Linked DNA regions of Mus musculus: regions 1, 2, 3 and 5 are each linked to region 4. Evidence: chromatin contacts called from public Hi-C and promoter capture Hi-C data. All regions are on one chromosome and are shown on one strand. Each heading gives the region's core, a stretch centred on a gene start, on an enhancer-like site or on the middle of the called end of the contact. The rest is flanking DNA. Distances are from core to core; before and after follow the strand shown. Region 1 holds the start of D630041G03Rik (RIKEN cDNA D630041G03 gene). Region 2 holds the start of Hspbp1 (HSPA (heat shock 70kDa) binding protein, cytoplasmic cochaperone 1). Region 3 holds the start of Rdh13 (retinol dehydrogenase 13 (all-trans and 9-cis)). Region 4 holds the start of Cacng7 (calcium channel, voltage-dependent, gamma subunit 7). Region 5 holds the start of Ppp1r12c (protein phosphatase 1, regulatory subunit 12C).

Region 1 (2,700 bases), core at 59-2,558, 1.1 Mb after region 4:
AGAGGGTGTGGATGTCATAATGCAAAGCAGAGGAGGCACTTACAAGAGTTCAATCCTTATTATTTGTTGCCCTTGAGAAGCCTCCAATCTTGGTTTGAAGATGTCCTAATTGGAAGGAAATCTAATCAGTGCTGGCCACTGAAGGAGCTGAAGGGTCTGAGGGAGGGAGACTGAGGTCTGGATTCAAAGGGTCTGAGGAAAGCATTCTGGGGAAGTATGGCTAGGCTGAACAGGAGCTCCCTCTAGAAGCTCAGCAACAGCTTGGCATAGCCTGGGACTCAGCTACCTACTCTGTCTCCTGCCAGCACCTGGTCACCTTCTGCTTGGGGGAAGAAGATGGCGTGCACACTGTGGAAGATGCTTCCAGAAAGCTGGCAGTCATGGACAGCCAGGGGCGTGTCTGGGCACAGGAGATGCTACTGAGAGTGTCACCTAGTCAAGTCACTCTGCTTGATCCAGTCTCCAAGGTGCCAGAGAGCAATTGGGTGGAAGAGAGAAATGGGGCTGAGATCTGAGGGTGAATCTTGGCTCCGAAGCGTCCTTCCCCTGGGAACTTTGGCAAGCTATCCTTTGAAGCCTAGGTTATTAAACAGGGTGTTATTTCTAGGCCCCTGAACTCTTTCGGTTGCCTTGCCCCAAGTCCTGGACACTGCTCTAGCAGTCATAGGAATCTGTGCCTCCGTTTACCCTGCGACCCCGTCCTGCAGGAAGAACTAGAGTCATATCCTCTCGATGCCATCGTACGCTGCGACGCGGTGATGCCCCGAGGACGGAGCCGTTCATTGCTGCTCCTGGTGTGCCAGGAGCCAGAGCGTGCACAGCCGGATGTTCATTTCTTCCAGGGCCTGCTCCTCGGAGTGAGTGGGCGTGGCTCCGGGTGGCTTTTTTTTCTAGTAGAGAATCAGAGGCGGGGCTTCCATGTTTGGGGCGGGGCCTTGGCAAACGGGGACATAGCCTAGGAAAGCAGGTCTGAGAGGGAACCAGAATTGAGGACAGGTTGAATGAACTCTAGACCATGACTGAATGTGACGATGGGAAGAAGATGCAGAACAAAGGCTTTGAGAAAAACATAAAAAAGATGGTTGGAAGCAGGCAGGCAGGCAGGCAGAACCAAGATGGGGTCCATGGGGTTTGTCCAAGACAGTCGGAGGCAAAGCGCTGAGAACAAGAAAGAGTCCTGGGCAGGCAATGGGTGGGGCGTAAGAGGGGAGATCTTAAAGTATGATTGACAGGCGGAGCTGATCCGTGAGGACATCCAAGGGGCTCTGCAGAACTACCGCTCCGGACGTGGAGAACGCAGGGCAGCAGCGCTCAGGTGAGGAGAAGGGGGAAGCAGATGCAGAGCGCACTGAAAAAAAAAATTCTCCCATCTATGGACCTCACTCTCCTCAGCTAAGAAATGAGCTTGGTACGAACAGCCTAGAGTGTTGAATGTGGTCACAAATTAGCCTTGGCCAGGTCTTACCTGTACCTCCCAGACAAGGTGACCGCTCCGCTCCAGTCTTCTACTTTAGCCTGTCTTGGTCTTTGGTTTCTCCATCTTCGTATCCAGTTTCTCATTATGAAATGCCCAGCCTTCGTTTGACCGCCCCCCCCCCTTCCTGATCCCATCGGTTGCCCCAGCCTCGGTCTCCCCTTTTTCTTAACTCAGGGCGACGCAGGAGGAGCTGCGACGCGGCGCCTCTCCAGCAGCGGAGACCCCGCCCTTACAGCGTCGCCCGTCTGTCCGCCTGGTGATCAACACCGTGGAACCATCCGCAGTCCGCGGGCGACCCCAAGTGGAGTCAATTCCAGAGACTGAGGAAGCAAGGAAACCCGACCAAGCTCGCACGACTAGCAGTGCTGACCCTACCTCCCCAGACTTGGGCCCAAGAGGACCTGAGCTGGCGGGTCTGCAGGCAGAGCGGGATGTGGTGAGCTTGAGTGAGAGGCACCAGCTAGGAGAAAAAGATTTCCTTGACAATCAAGTCAGTCTTGGAGTGGGGAACGAGATTCAGGAACGTGGCACGTCTAGGTGTGACTAGCTGACAAGATGCTGGGTCGGGGATGGGAGTTAATTCTAGAAGTATGGCTAGAGTCTTTGATATAGACCACCCACTGCTCCAGTTATGGGCATGGCCTGACGTAGGGGGTGTGTCCAGGAGTTCAGATTGGAGCCCTGGACCTAGACCAGAGTCTGAGACTCAGGAGCACCACTCTTACCTCTCTTGCTTATGGTAGGATATTCTGAACCACGTGTTTGACGACGTGGAGAGTTTTGTATCCAGACTGCAAAAATCAGCAGAGGCTACCCGGGTTTTGGAGCACCGCGAGAGAGGCCGCAGGACACGACGCCGAGCTGCGGGAGGTAAGGGGCTTCCACATGGACCGAGAACACACCTTCCTGAGTGATGTCCAAATATCCTCTCCCCCTGGGGTCTCCCACCACCAGCCAGGTCTGACTTCCTAAGGCCACCCGTTTGGGTGTTTACACCTTTGGAATTGTTGTCTAATGCTTTCTTGGTGTCCCCACAACCTCACCTGCTCTCTCCGCACAGAGGGTCTGCTGACACTGAGGGCCAAGCCACCCACTGAGGCTGAGTACACCGACGTGCTTCAGAAAATCAAATACGCCTTCAGTCTGCTGGTGAGGATGCATCCATTGCTGGGCGTCGATGGAGTGAGGGCACTTTGACCCATCCATCATTCGTGCACTAATAA
Region 2 (2,700 bases), core at 196-2,695, 1.4 Mb after region 4:
AGAAAAGGGGAAGAAGCTGTAAGGCTTTGAAATCACGCTCCTGGACAAATTTGGGCAAACTATCTCATTGCTCTATGCCTATTTCCACCTTGGCACAACATGACACAACATGTATAAATTATTCTGTAACTTAACTGAATTACTACAATATTCTATGTATCGTAAATGTCAATTAAAAAAAGTTACATGAAAAATTCCTATCAACCTTTAAGACAATTCTGTAAGGTTTTATTATAGCTATTCCAAATTCATTGATTAAAAAAAAAAAATCAGAGGCAAAGAAAGGATGTGAATTGCCCAACCAAGGTCATGGCTGGCAACTGGCAAAACCCAACTACGTTGTGTACGAGTCAGTATAGACTGGAACATCAGAATTGCCTGATAAGACACTATCATTACTATTATCACCATCAATTCAAAAATGAACGAACACTTGAGGATTCGAAAGATTAAATAATATACCCAAGGTCACACTTGTGGAGACAAAGCTGAATCTAGTTCTGCCTGGGTCTAGAGAACCCAGCTTGCTTTTAGACTTTTCACTCATCATGAGACTTCCCAATACAAGGCTGCGATCGGACACTTTACAGCTGACCTTCACCCTATCATGATGCCACATTTAGACTCTAGCTCACCACCCAGGAAGACAACAGCTTGTAGCTCACTAAGCCACTCTCCCCAAGACACTTAGATCCTCAGGACCCTCACCCAACCTTCTTAGGTCCTCATACTTTACCTCCTCGCTCATGGGTTCTGGAGGGGGGTCTGGCTCCTGAGAACCCGCAGTAATAGCCATCTGCAGCAGGCCTTGGAGGTTCCGTGGAGGCCGGGGGTTGCCTGAGCCCCCCGCCGAGGAACCACTGCCCCCTGACGAGCAACCCTGAGAGGCCGGAGGCAACGCAAGAGGGAGGCGACTGCCCCCTGAGCCTTTGTCTGCCATGGACTTTCTGTGAAGGAAGAATGTGTTTAAAGGAAATTGATGGTCACCGCTGAGGCAGCAATGGTGTCCGGATGGGTCGACTCTTGAAGGTCTGCTGAGAAGGTGGAGTTTTGAAGGTGTTAGGAGTCTTCTCATGATCCCAAACCATTCTGCCTGCAACCACCTTAACCATAGCCCCCTTTCCTTCCTTCATACTAACAGGACCCTTGCCCAAATCCAGATGTCCCTCCTTGCTCCCTAGCAACAGGCCCCACCTACTCCCTGGCAACGAGCCCCCCCAAGCTCCCCAGCTTGCGTCCTCGTCTCTTAGCAACCCCACTGCCCCGCCTCCATGGCAACAAGCCTTCGCTCAGTCTCCTTAGCAACAATTCTCCTCCCGTGTCTTTGAAGAGGGGCGCCCCAATGGGGCTGATCTCACCTTGCCGGGTCTAGAGCTGCCACCACGCCTAAAGATAGACTAGGCTGCACCTGACTCTACTGGGCGCCGCCATCTTTACCGGAAATACGCAGTTCTCACACGGAAGTGCCTCACCCCAAGCTGTTTGCCCAGTTCTAAGCAGCACCTCTTAGCGGATGCGGCACTTAGCTCCGCCTCTGTCGACTAGGCCCCCACCACTTTCTCTTTGTCACGCCCCTACATTTCGCGCTTTTGTTATAAGCCCCGCCCCCTAGCTCCTCTGTTTATCTTAGCAAACAAGGGACTTTCATGGCGAACTCCTCCCCTCCCAGGCATAGGCCCCGCCTATGCCCATATTCCCCGCCTCTTTTCTAGGCCTTTCGGCCTGTCCCAGTCAAGTCCCGCCTCTTAGTACCTGGAACTTCAGCTTGTCCTGTTCGGCCACGCCCCTGCGTAGGCCACGCCCCTTCTCTGCTGCTGCTGCTGCTGCTGCTGCTGCTGCTGCTGCTCAGACGGTTTTGTTCCTCACTCAACTGATTTTAACTGCATTTGCTCCTAGAGTCTCGGGATATCTCCCCTAATATCCCACCTTTGTAACCTGAGACTCGGGCTCACTTTTTTCTAGGCCTCAGTTTCCCCATTTATTACCGGTTTCAGTGTGGAATACTCTGTGTGAGTTGTGTGTCTTCATGTGACTATGCATGGTGTGTGGGAAGTCCCATGTCAACATCAGCTGTCTTCCACCTTCGATCTTCCAATCATTTTAAAAATATTTTTAGAGTTACTTATTTATTTATTTATTTATTTATTTATTTATTTATTGGGTTTTTCGAGACAGGGTTTCTCTGTGTAGTCCTGGCTGTCCTGAAACTCACTTTGTAGACCAGGCTGGCCTCGAACTCAGAAATCTGCCTGCCTCTGTCTCCCGAGTGCTGGGATTAAAGGTGTGGGCCACCACTGCCCGGCTAGATTTTATTTTTAAAGATTGTTTTTAATTATGTAGTAGGGGAGGAGGCAGATGCCTGTAAATGCAGGTTTCTATGGGGCCAGAGACAAAGGACAAACTAAAGCTGTAGTTACAGGCAGTTATGAGACAACCAATATATATATATATATGGGTGCTAGGAACCAAGCTCAGGCTCTTTGCAAGAACAGTAAGTACTCTTAATGACAAGCTATCTCTTCAGCCTCTTAAATTATTGTTGTTCTTTTAATTTTTTTGTAGACTTACCTATTTACTTGTGTACAAATAGTTTGTGGTTGGTTAGTTTTTGTTTTGTTTTTTGAGACAGTGTTTTACGGTATAGCCTTGGCTGTCCTGGAAGTTACTCTGTAGACCATGCTGTCCTCAAACTCACAGAGA
Region 3 (2,700 bases), core at 50-2,549, 1.1 Mb after region 4:
CTCGTGCCTGCCTCAAGATTTATGAGCTGGGGCAAAGCACTCGTAAGCTCACATCCATCACCAAAGCACCCAAACACACGGGAGTCCTCGTCATGGCCTCAGAAAAGGATTATACGTTGGAACATCTCCAAGAGGTAACAATCATTTATTCATACTTTTATAAAAACAAAAGACAATAGCCAGAAGTGGTGGTACACACTTGCAAGCCCAGTACTCAGGAGGCAATGGCAGGAATACCAGGAATTTAAGGTCATCATCCTCGACTACAGAGCAAGCTCAAGGCCAGCCTAGGCTACATGCTGCCTTGTCTATAGATGGATGGATGGATAGACAGACAGACAGACAGAATGCATGACGTTGGAAGGAGCATGTGTCAGAAGGGGTCCATGGAAGTTGGAGAACAATGATTGGGAAGCGGGTGTGTATACATCAAGAAGCTGGAGAGATGTCTCAGCAGTAAGAGCACTGCTGCTCTTACAGAGGACCCAGGATCAGCTCCCAGCACCCCACACGGTGACTCACAATAACTCCAGTTCCACGGGATCTAACATCTTCTTTTAACCTCCGAAAGCATAGCATATGCATACATGCGGGGGGGGGGGGGGCGGGGAGGGAAACACCTCATGTAAGCTGTTAGCGGTGACAGACACGCATGTCCTTGGTCCCAGCACTCAGGAGGCAGAGGCAGATCTCTCGTGAATTCAAAATCAGCCTGGTCAATATAACGAGTTCCAGGCCAGCCAAGGCTTCATGGTGAGACCCAGTCTGAAAAACGCAAGGAAGGAAAGAAGGACGGGGGAGGAGAGGAAAGGGAAGAAAGGAAGGAAGGGGAGGCAAACAGGCTGGGCAAAGAGGAAAGGGTAGAGAAGGAGTGGTCCAGAGATAAAATGAGCACAAGATCCATGCTCCACCCCTTCTCCCTAGGTGACCTTGAAGAGGTGACCCGCCCTCCTCTCCCGGAAAAGCCATACTAGTGAGCGGGAAGAATTCGTCCGAGGACTTAGGACAAGGGATACTTCTCTGGCCTTGTTTGGCATTCCCCTGTCGCAAACCTACCACCAAGCGCGCAGAGAAGACGCGCAGACTCACTTGAGCAGCACGGTGCCGCCGATCACCGTGCCCACTACGGACACCGGCAGCAGAAAGCGGCTCATCCCAGGCTGGGGAAAAGGGTGTCCGTGGGTCTGCACTCCAGGCCACTCCGCGGACGAACGCGCTGCCCAGGAACCCACGTGCGCTCGAGTAGCGTGAACGTGGAATCACACAGCCACCAGAACCCGGCTATGGGGAGTGACCAGATGTGGAGGCGGGGCTTTAGGAAGTAGGCCCATGGCGCACTTAATGCTGGGAAACGTAGTTTCTGGAGATGGAATGCGGCCGAGGTTGACAGGCGTGTCAGCTACCAGATCAAATGTCATCACACTCAACCAATCCAAGGGCGTCCTGAAGTTCGGGAAGAAAAAGAGAGAGAGAGAGAGAGAGAGAGAGAAAGAGGGGGGGAGGGAGGGAGGGAGGGAGGGAGGGAGGGAGGAAGGAAGGAAGGAAGGAAGGAAGGAAGGAAGGAAGGAAGGAAAGAAGGAAGGAAAGAAGGAAGAAATAAAAAAAATAGTAGCTGGGTGGTAGTGGTGCTCGCGTTTAATCCCAGCATTACGGAGACAGGAGCAGGCAAACCCATAAGTTTGTGGCCAGCCTGTTCTACAGAGGGAGTTCTAGGAAGCCAGATCCATGCAGAAGAATACTATCTGGGAGGAAGAAAATAAATAAAGTAGATAGATAGATAGTTTGGTACCAAGCATTTCCATTTCCAGACATCGAGACCCTGTAGAATGAACCATGGTTTTTCTCCTCTAAATAATAGTTAATGGTAGCACTTTCTGTGTAGGCCTTGTGAAGGAGGGAAGAAGGCTGGGACCTGGACCCCTGGGTCTGAGGGAGGAGGGTGAAGTATAGATTCCTGAGTCTGAGGGAGAAGGGTAGGATTTGGACTCTTGTGTTTAAGAGTGGAAGTCTGGGGTGTGGGCTTTGGATCTGAGGGAGGAAACTGAGACCTGGACCATTGGATTTGAAGGAAAAGAAGGATACTGGCTTTAAAACAACAGTGAGATGGTGCATGGGGTAGAGACACTTGTCATACAAGCTTTGCAACTTGTGTTTGATTCCTAGAACATGGTGGAAAGATAAAATCAACTCCCAAAAGTTGTCCTCTGACCTTCCACCACGGCATGTATGTGTCCACACACTTATACACCAAAAGGAAAGAATAATATATTTAAAACATACTAAAGTGTTAGTGTCTAGAAGCAGGAGAGGAGGAAAGGAAGACAGACAGACAAACAGACGAACGGACAGAAGGAAGGAAGGAAGGAAGGAAGGAAGGAAGGAAGGAAGGAAGGAAGGAAGGAAGGAAAAGAAAGGAAGTTAGGAAAAAGGCTATAGACAGTGGACAAATACATCCTGTCACTAGAAAATGTCAGCACACTTGACACCTGTTTGTCTTCATGAAGGTGACAAGGAGATAAATATTTTTCAATTATCAGATTGGCAACATTATAATAAATATTCAGTGTTGGCAAGGATCAGGGGAAACTCCCTGTTGGTGGGAGTCAATTATCTGGTGTTCCTGAAAGTCTAGTCAGACACCTGTCACAGGATGATCCGTGTATACTATTGACCCAGACATTCCCTTTGTAAGAAGTTATA
Region 4 (2,700 bases), core at 158-2,657:
AAGTCCTGGTAAGAAATATGAAAAGCTAGCCTACTGTGGGGAGACAGACTTGTTCAGAAGGACCCCATGTTACAGAAGGTGAGAGAACCAGAACCTGGAAGCTTGGGAACCAGTTAGCAAGGCAGAAGACAGGCAGAAACGTCCTCCCGGCCTCTTTCTCCCCTGACCCACTTTGCAAGTACGTGTGGAGGAGAGCAGGGAGTGAAGGGGACCAATCAAGATAAGACTACGTTTCCCAGCAGACATCGCAGAAGACCCTGCCCCCCTCCCCAGGTGCTGTCCTCTGGCCGCCAGGGCTGATGGGGAATGTAGTCTCTGGATCGGGCAAGCCAGCAGAATGGTGCCCCTGTCAGTGTGTTTGGAGGGGACAGAACCTCAAAAGCTTAGCAGGTTCCTTTGAAGGCCTGGCATCTCTCCTCCGGATCTTCGAGTCTCACTCCAACTGGAGGCTGAGGTTACCCCTTTCTCTGGTATCACCTCTCCTGTACTCTTATCACGTTCCTGAAAGCCCCAGTCCAAGTTTCGACCCTCGGCGGGCAGCCTGCCCCTTTAAGAGTGGCCCCGCTGACATCACGGCGGGGGGGGGGGGTGCTGGCCCCGCTCCCAGCTCCGCGGCGGCTGCAGGACCCGGCTCTGCTCTGCGCCTGCCCGCCAGCTGCTCTAGGGACCCGGCCCGGGACGCCCCTTCCCGCCTTCTTCAGCTGCCCAGACCCCCAGGCTCCGCCCCTTGCCTGGCTACAGCCCCAGTCCTCGTCAGGGGGATATCCCATCCTGGCTTGCCCCTGCTGTCTCTCCTCAGAAAGTCAGTCTCTCTCTCTCTCTCTCTCTCTCTCTCTCTCTCTCTCTCTCTCTCGTCTATTTCTCTCTATTTTTCTATTTCCCCATCCCATCTCCTACAAGCTTAAGGTCCCTGGATTTCAGTTTCCTTTGGTCCAAGGCCTCTGAGCTCTCCTTGCCTGGATTTTGGGGCTCTCTGACCTCTCTACTCCCAGGGCCTCAAAATCTCTGAGCCGCTGGAGTGGTGGGGGTGGGGACACCTGAAACTACTCCATCTCTGTCTCCTCTTTTCTGTCTGTCTTTTCTAGTCTCAGGACGCGTGAGTTCCAGAAAATATTTCTCTCTCTCTCTCTTCTCTCTTCTCTCTCTCTCTTCTCTCTTCTCTCTTCTCTCTTCTCTCTTCTCTCTTCTCTCTTTTCTCTTCTCTCGCTCTCTCGCTCTCGCTCTCGCTCTTGCTCTCTCTCTCCTTCTTGGGCTCTCTGCCTCTGTTTCTATTCTCTCTCCCTCCCTGCCTGCCTCCCTGCCTTCCCCCCATCCTGAAGGCTCATCTCATTCCCTCGCTGCATCCTTCTCCCTCCCTTCCCGCCCCTCCCCTCCTCCGCATTAGCCAATGAGCGGCCGCTGGTCCCTGCTCCCGGCTGCGTCCGCTGAGTGAGGCCGCGGGCGAGGGGGGTGGGGGGTGGGAGGCCCGGAGGGGGCCGGGACGCCGGGCTCGGGGGCGGGGGCGGGGGGCGCGGGCACCGGAGACCCCGGTGGCGGCAGCGGCGGCCGGGGAAAACCGCGGGGCCGGTCATGCGGCTGCGGGGCCCGCGGCCCGGAGCGTCCGCCCAGCCCTGAGAGAGGTAAGAGCGAGGGGAGGGTCCGGTGAGGCAAGGGGGCTCCGAGCTAGACCACTCTCAGCCGGAATTGGGGCTCGGGGGAGGTTAGAGGGGCTCCAGGTATGGGATCCTGAGGATTTCAATGTTGAATTTGGGAAGGTTTTGGCGGATAGAGGAACATTTGGGCCTGGTGGATCCCGGAGGACCTGGGGTCCGAGGGTCCGAGAGTAAGAAAACAAACTCGGTGTTTGAGAGTTAAGAGACCGTCGCCACTGGGTAGGCTCTAGGCGGGGTCTTTGAGGAAGCGGATCACGACGAAGGAGGAGGGCCCAGGCCGGTAAGAGCAAGCCGTGAGTCTGGGAAAGGGTCCTAAATAAAGCGGAGAGTTACGGACTCCAAGGATATCGAAGGGAGATGGAGTTTGGACTTGGGCTTTGAGGAATGGCACTTGAGCCATTCAGATATCCAGATCGCGGAAACGCTGGCGTAAAGGATCAATCAGAAGGAGATTCCAGGCCTGGTGATGGTGGAGGTGGGGGTGTCCCAGAGGTGGAATGGCAGCAGAATAAAGAGCTGTGTGGGTCAGGTAGAAAGAAGATGAACTGGACGTGAGAAGGAATGGGATTAATGTAAGAAGTGAGGGGAATTGGAAAGGTCCAGCTCCCCAACTGCTAGTCTAGTAGGAGGAGCAGACCCGAAGGCTGAGGTCAGCTCCCCAGACCAAGACAGTCCGGTGATTGGGTAGATAATGCTTGTATGAGCTGAGTACTGAAAGCAGAGCAGGCAGCTGGCGGTCAAGCCCCAGAGCCACTTGAAGGGGGATGGGAAGAAAAGCTAGACAGCTCTGTTAAATCTAGATCTTTGGGTCCTCCACGAGGCTGGGGCTGAAAGTGAGGGGTTCTGGACCTAAGAACCCCAGGATGTAAGTGGTGACTCTGATTCTATGGTCTTTATTGGGATGGAGTAGAATCCAAAAGCTTACAGAATTCTGATGGAGCCAAGTAGAGTCTCATGTCTTAATTGCATATTGGGAAAATGTTTGGGGGAGGTGTCTCAAACTTTGTAATGAAAAAGATGGTGGGTGGGAGCTGGAGAGATAGTTTAG
Region 5 (2,700 bases), core at 114-2,613, 1.2 Mb after region 4:
GAAGTGGCCATGTAATTCCAGAAATAAGAAGGGCAGAGAAGGGCCTGGCATGGTGGCGCACGCCTTTAATCCCTGCACTGGGGAGGCAGAGGCAGAGGCAGAGGCAGGCGGATTTCTTAGTTGGAGGCCAGTCTGGTCTACAGTGAGTTCCCAGCCAGGGCTATACAGAGAAACCCTGTCTCGAAAAAAAGAAGAAGAAGGAGGAGGAGGAGGAGGAGGAGGGCAGAGACATAAGGACCTGCATTTGAGGATGGCCTGGGCTACATAGCAAGACCTTGTCTAAAGGAAAAACAACAAAACAAAAGGAAAAGTGGTCCAGCTCCTCGAAGAGCAAATGCCTACAAGTTTCCAGGAAGGCAAACAATGTAAACAGAGAAAGAGAGTTGAGGAGAAACTTCTATAAGAGGTGACAAGCTCCCCAAATTGGGGGGGGGGGGGATGAATTGATAATGTAATTAAGGACATGGGATTGTAGGTAAGAGAAAAGATTAAAAAAAAAAAAAAAAGCAAAGGATGACGCGACAGAGGAAATGCCTTTTCAAGGAAACAACGTGGTACACTGTCCTGAGGCCACAACGTACAGCACAAGTCACGGGAAGAAGAGGAAGGCACAAACAGGATGGACCTTCAAAGAAGTGACACTGAAGGACCTGGGCCTAAAGAGGGTCAAGTCAGAGTGCAGGAGAACGAAACCACAGGCCTGGGTCAGGAAAGACTTCAGCACAGTCAAACAAGTACCAGCTAGGAAAGGAGGAACCCGGCCAGCATAGGCACGGAAGTAAGCGATGCTGCAAAAAATGCACGGGAGAGAGATGACAGCACGAATGACAGAGAAGAGGCGGCCACAGAGCAGGCGGGATCCTCAGCGATGGCACAGTCGAGGGGAGGTGGATCAGGGCCGAGGAGGGAGGATGCCCGAGTGGCGAAGACGCGGGGCGGGGGCGCTGACCTGGTGCAGGGCGCTGATGCCATCCGCGTTGGTGGAGTCGAGCACGGCACGGGCAGGCGGAGGGACGGCGGGGTCGGACGCAGCGCCGGAGCCGGGACCGGGATCCGCTGCGCGCAGCATCAGGCGAGCCTCGTCCAGATCGCCCCCCGCGCAGGCCGCCAGGAACTCAGCGGCGCGCTCGAAGCGGACCGTGCGGGCTCGCCGCTCCCCGGGGCCCGGGTCGGCGCCCGCCCGAGCCCCCCACTGCCGCAGCTGCTCCTGCCGCCGCTCACGGGCGGCCGCAGCAGCCGCCGCCGCCCCCGGGCCCGCTGCCGGACCATCCTCGCCGGACATCGCGCCGGCCGCTCGCCCGCCTACTAAGCGAGCGAGCGAGCACCGGGCGACGAACAGCCGCCACCCGCCCGCCCCGGGGGCCGCCGGGAACCGCCGCGCGACAAGCACCGCCCAGAAGCTCGCCCAGCCCCCGCTCGGTATATTGACGTCACGGCGCCGACCCAAAGCCCTCTGGGTAACCGAGTCCCGCCTGAGACTTGCGTAGCTATCGCTGGGGGCAAGGGCCTAAAAAGAAGCCCCTCGTAGCGAGCTGGGAAGTGGAGTTTCTCCCCATTGAGGAGCCTTGCATAACTTGAGCAGATAGGTTAGAGAATGAGGCAGCCGGCAGGCCGGCAGAAGTGCTGGGAAATGGGTTCTACAAGCGGAAGTCTTCGCTAGACTCGCTATATATCCTGAGGCACGTTTAGAAATCCGGAGCTGGAAGGGGTCGAACGAAAAACTCAAAAGGCACGCCCTCAATCCCAGCACTTGGGAGGCAGTGAGTTCGAGGCCAGTCTGGTCTGATCCTGGTCCTGAGTTCCAGGACAGCCAGAGCTACACAGAGAAACCCTCTCTCGAAAAAACAAGCAAAAAGAGAACTGCCTAAAGGAGGACATGTCCCTAGGGAGTGCTGGGAATCTGGGTAGAGCGGCCGGACAGGCTACTGGGGCATGCTGGGAAATGTAGTGTACTTTGTAAAGTGACTACCCCAAGGCGCATGGGAAATGATAGCGGATAGCGGATCCTGAGAGATAGAAATAAATTTTGCATACTTTTTACGATTTGTTTTGAGATAGGATGGCGCTCGAACTCATTAATAATGCCCTTGAACTTCTGATCTTCCTGTCTCCATCTCCTAATTGCTGGGATTACAGGAGTCTGTTTGTTTGTGTGTGTGTGTGTGTGGGGGGGGGGTTATTTTTGTTTTGAGACAGGGTCTCAGTATGTAGCCCTGCCTGGTTTGAAGCTCACTATGCAGACAGAATGGCCTCGAACTCACAAAACTCCGCCTCCTCCTGCCTCTGGAGTGATGAAATTAAAGGAGTGCCACCATGCCGTACTTGTTTTGGTTTTGAATCTGTCCCTCTCCCATCGGCTATAAGTAAACTCGATTTGTTTTCTTTGAGACCCTCTTAGTCCTAATGACTAGAACTAAGCCTGAGAGTAGGCAATAAAAAATATTTCGAATGAATGAATGAATGGGCTCCCTAAGGCATCAGGTAGACCAAGGGCCGACGGGAAATTGAGTTCTCAAACAAGATTAAAGCTTGTCACCGCCAAACTCATCTTTTAACATGGCGATAAAGTTCCCGAGCAAAGTTCAAGGAAATCAGATAACATAGGGCAAGCTGGGAAATGTAGTCTCAAGGCCACGCCTCCAAAGGGTTCAGCTCCAGACTTCCAAATATGTCTCAGAATGCAAGGTACCTAAGAAGTCA

What was found. Promoter capture Hi-C pulls out the DNA fragments that hold promoters and counts their contacts. Hi-C and Micro-C count contacts between places; a contact is called where the count stands out from the background.
Region 1: a promoter capture Hi-C map of hippocampal neurons shows a contact between it and region 4, with 8 times the contacts expected there. The contact joins the promoter of D630041G03Rik here to the promoter of Cacng7 in region 4. A contact is called at or near these places in 11 of 39 promoter capture datasets (the 3T3-L1 cell line, cranial neural crest, embryonic stem cells and 6 more), 1 of 484 Hi-C or Micro-C datasets (cortical neurons) and 4 of 115 datasets of contacts at active chromatin or transcription factors (astrocytes, embryonic stem cells and stem cell-derived neural progenitor cells).
Region 2: a contact with region 4 is called in a promoter capture Hi-C map of hippocampal neurons, with 5 times the contacts expected there. The contact joins the promoter of Hspbp1 here to the promoter of Cacng7 in region 4. A contact is called at or near these places in 4 of 39 promoter capture datasets (cranial neural crest, hippocampal neurons, liver and 1 more).
Region 3: a Hi-C map of rod photoreceptor shows a contact between it and region 4, with 2.3 times the contacts expected there. The contact joins the promoter of Rdh13 here to the promoter of Cacng7 in region 4. A contact is called at or near these places in 2 of 39 promoter capture datasets (cranial neural crest and hippocampal neurons), 1 of 484 Hi-C or Micro-C datasets (rod photoreceptor) and 2 of 115 datasets of contacts at active chromatin or transcription factors (embryonic stem cells and stem cell-derived neural progenitor cells).
Region 5: a contact with region 4 is called in a promoter capture Hi-C map of hippocampal neurons, with 10 times the contacts expected there. The contact joins the promoter of Ppp1r12c here to the promoter of Cacng7 in region 4. A contact is called at or near these places in 12 of 39 promoter capture datasets (the 3T3-L1 cell line, cranial neural crest, embryonic stem cells and 7 more), 1 of 484 Hi-C or Micro-C datasets (rod photoreceptor), 4 of 115 datasets of contacts at active chromatin or transcription factors (embryonic stem cells, forebrain and microglia) and 1 of 9 other capture datasets (adipose tissue).

The regions. Positions count from the first base shown.
Region 1 is chr7:4,469,576-4,472,275 of GRCm38.p6, forward strand. D630041G03Rik (RIKEN cDNA D630041G03 gene) reads right to left here and starts at 1,309. Exons shown (of 1, transcript NR_028416.1): 1 at 1-1,309. Eps8l1 (EPS8-like 1) reads left to right here. Exons shown (of 20, transcript NM_001374622.1): 5 at 306-467; 6 at 708-857; 7 at 1,233-1,315; 8 at 1,652-1,913; 9 at 2,221-2,347; 10 at 2,538-2,626. It also overlaps a transcript of Rdh13 not described here.
Region 2 is chr7:4,683,536-4,686,235 of GRCm38.p6, forward strand. Hspbp1 (HSPA (heat shock 70kDa) binding protein, cytoplasmic cochaperone 1) reads right to left here and starts at 1,446. Exons shown (of 8, transcript NM_001360629.1): 1 at 1,359-1,446; 2 at 737-1,031. The coding sequence starts at 940.
Region 3 is chr7:4,444,358-4,447,057 of GRCm38.p6, forward strand. Rdh13 (retinol dehydrogenase 13 (all-trans and 9-cis)) reads right to left here and starts at 1,300. Exons shown (of 7, transcript NM_175372.4): 1 at 1,090-1,300. The coding sequence starts at 1,154.
Region 4 is chr7:3,331,418-3,334,117 of GRCm38.p6, forward strand. Cacng7 (calcium channel, voltage-dependent, gamma subunit 7) reads left to right here and starts at 1,408. Exons shown (of 6, transcript NM_133189.5): 1 at 1,408-1,619.
Region 5 is chr7:4,500,317-4,503,016 of GRCm38.p6, forward strand. Ppp1r12c (protein phosphatase 1, regulatory subunit 12C) reads right to left here and starts at 1,364. Exons shown (of 22, transcript NM_029834.3): 1 at 950-1,364. The coding sequence starts at 1,282.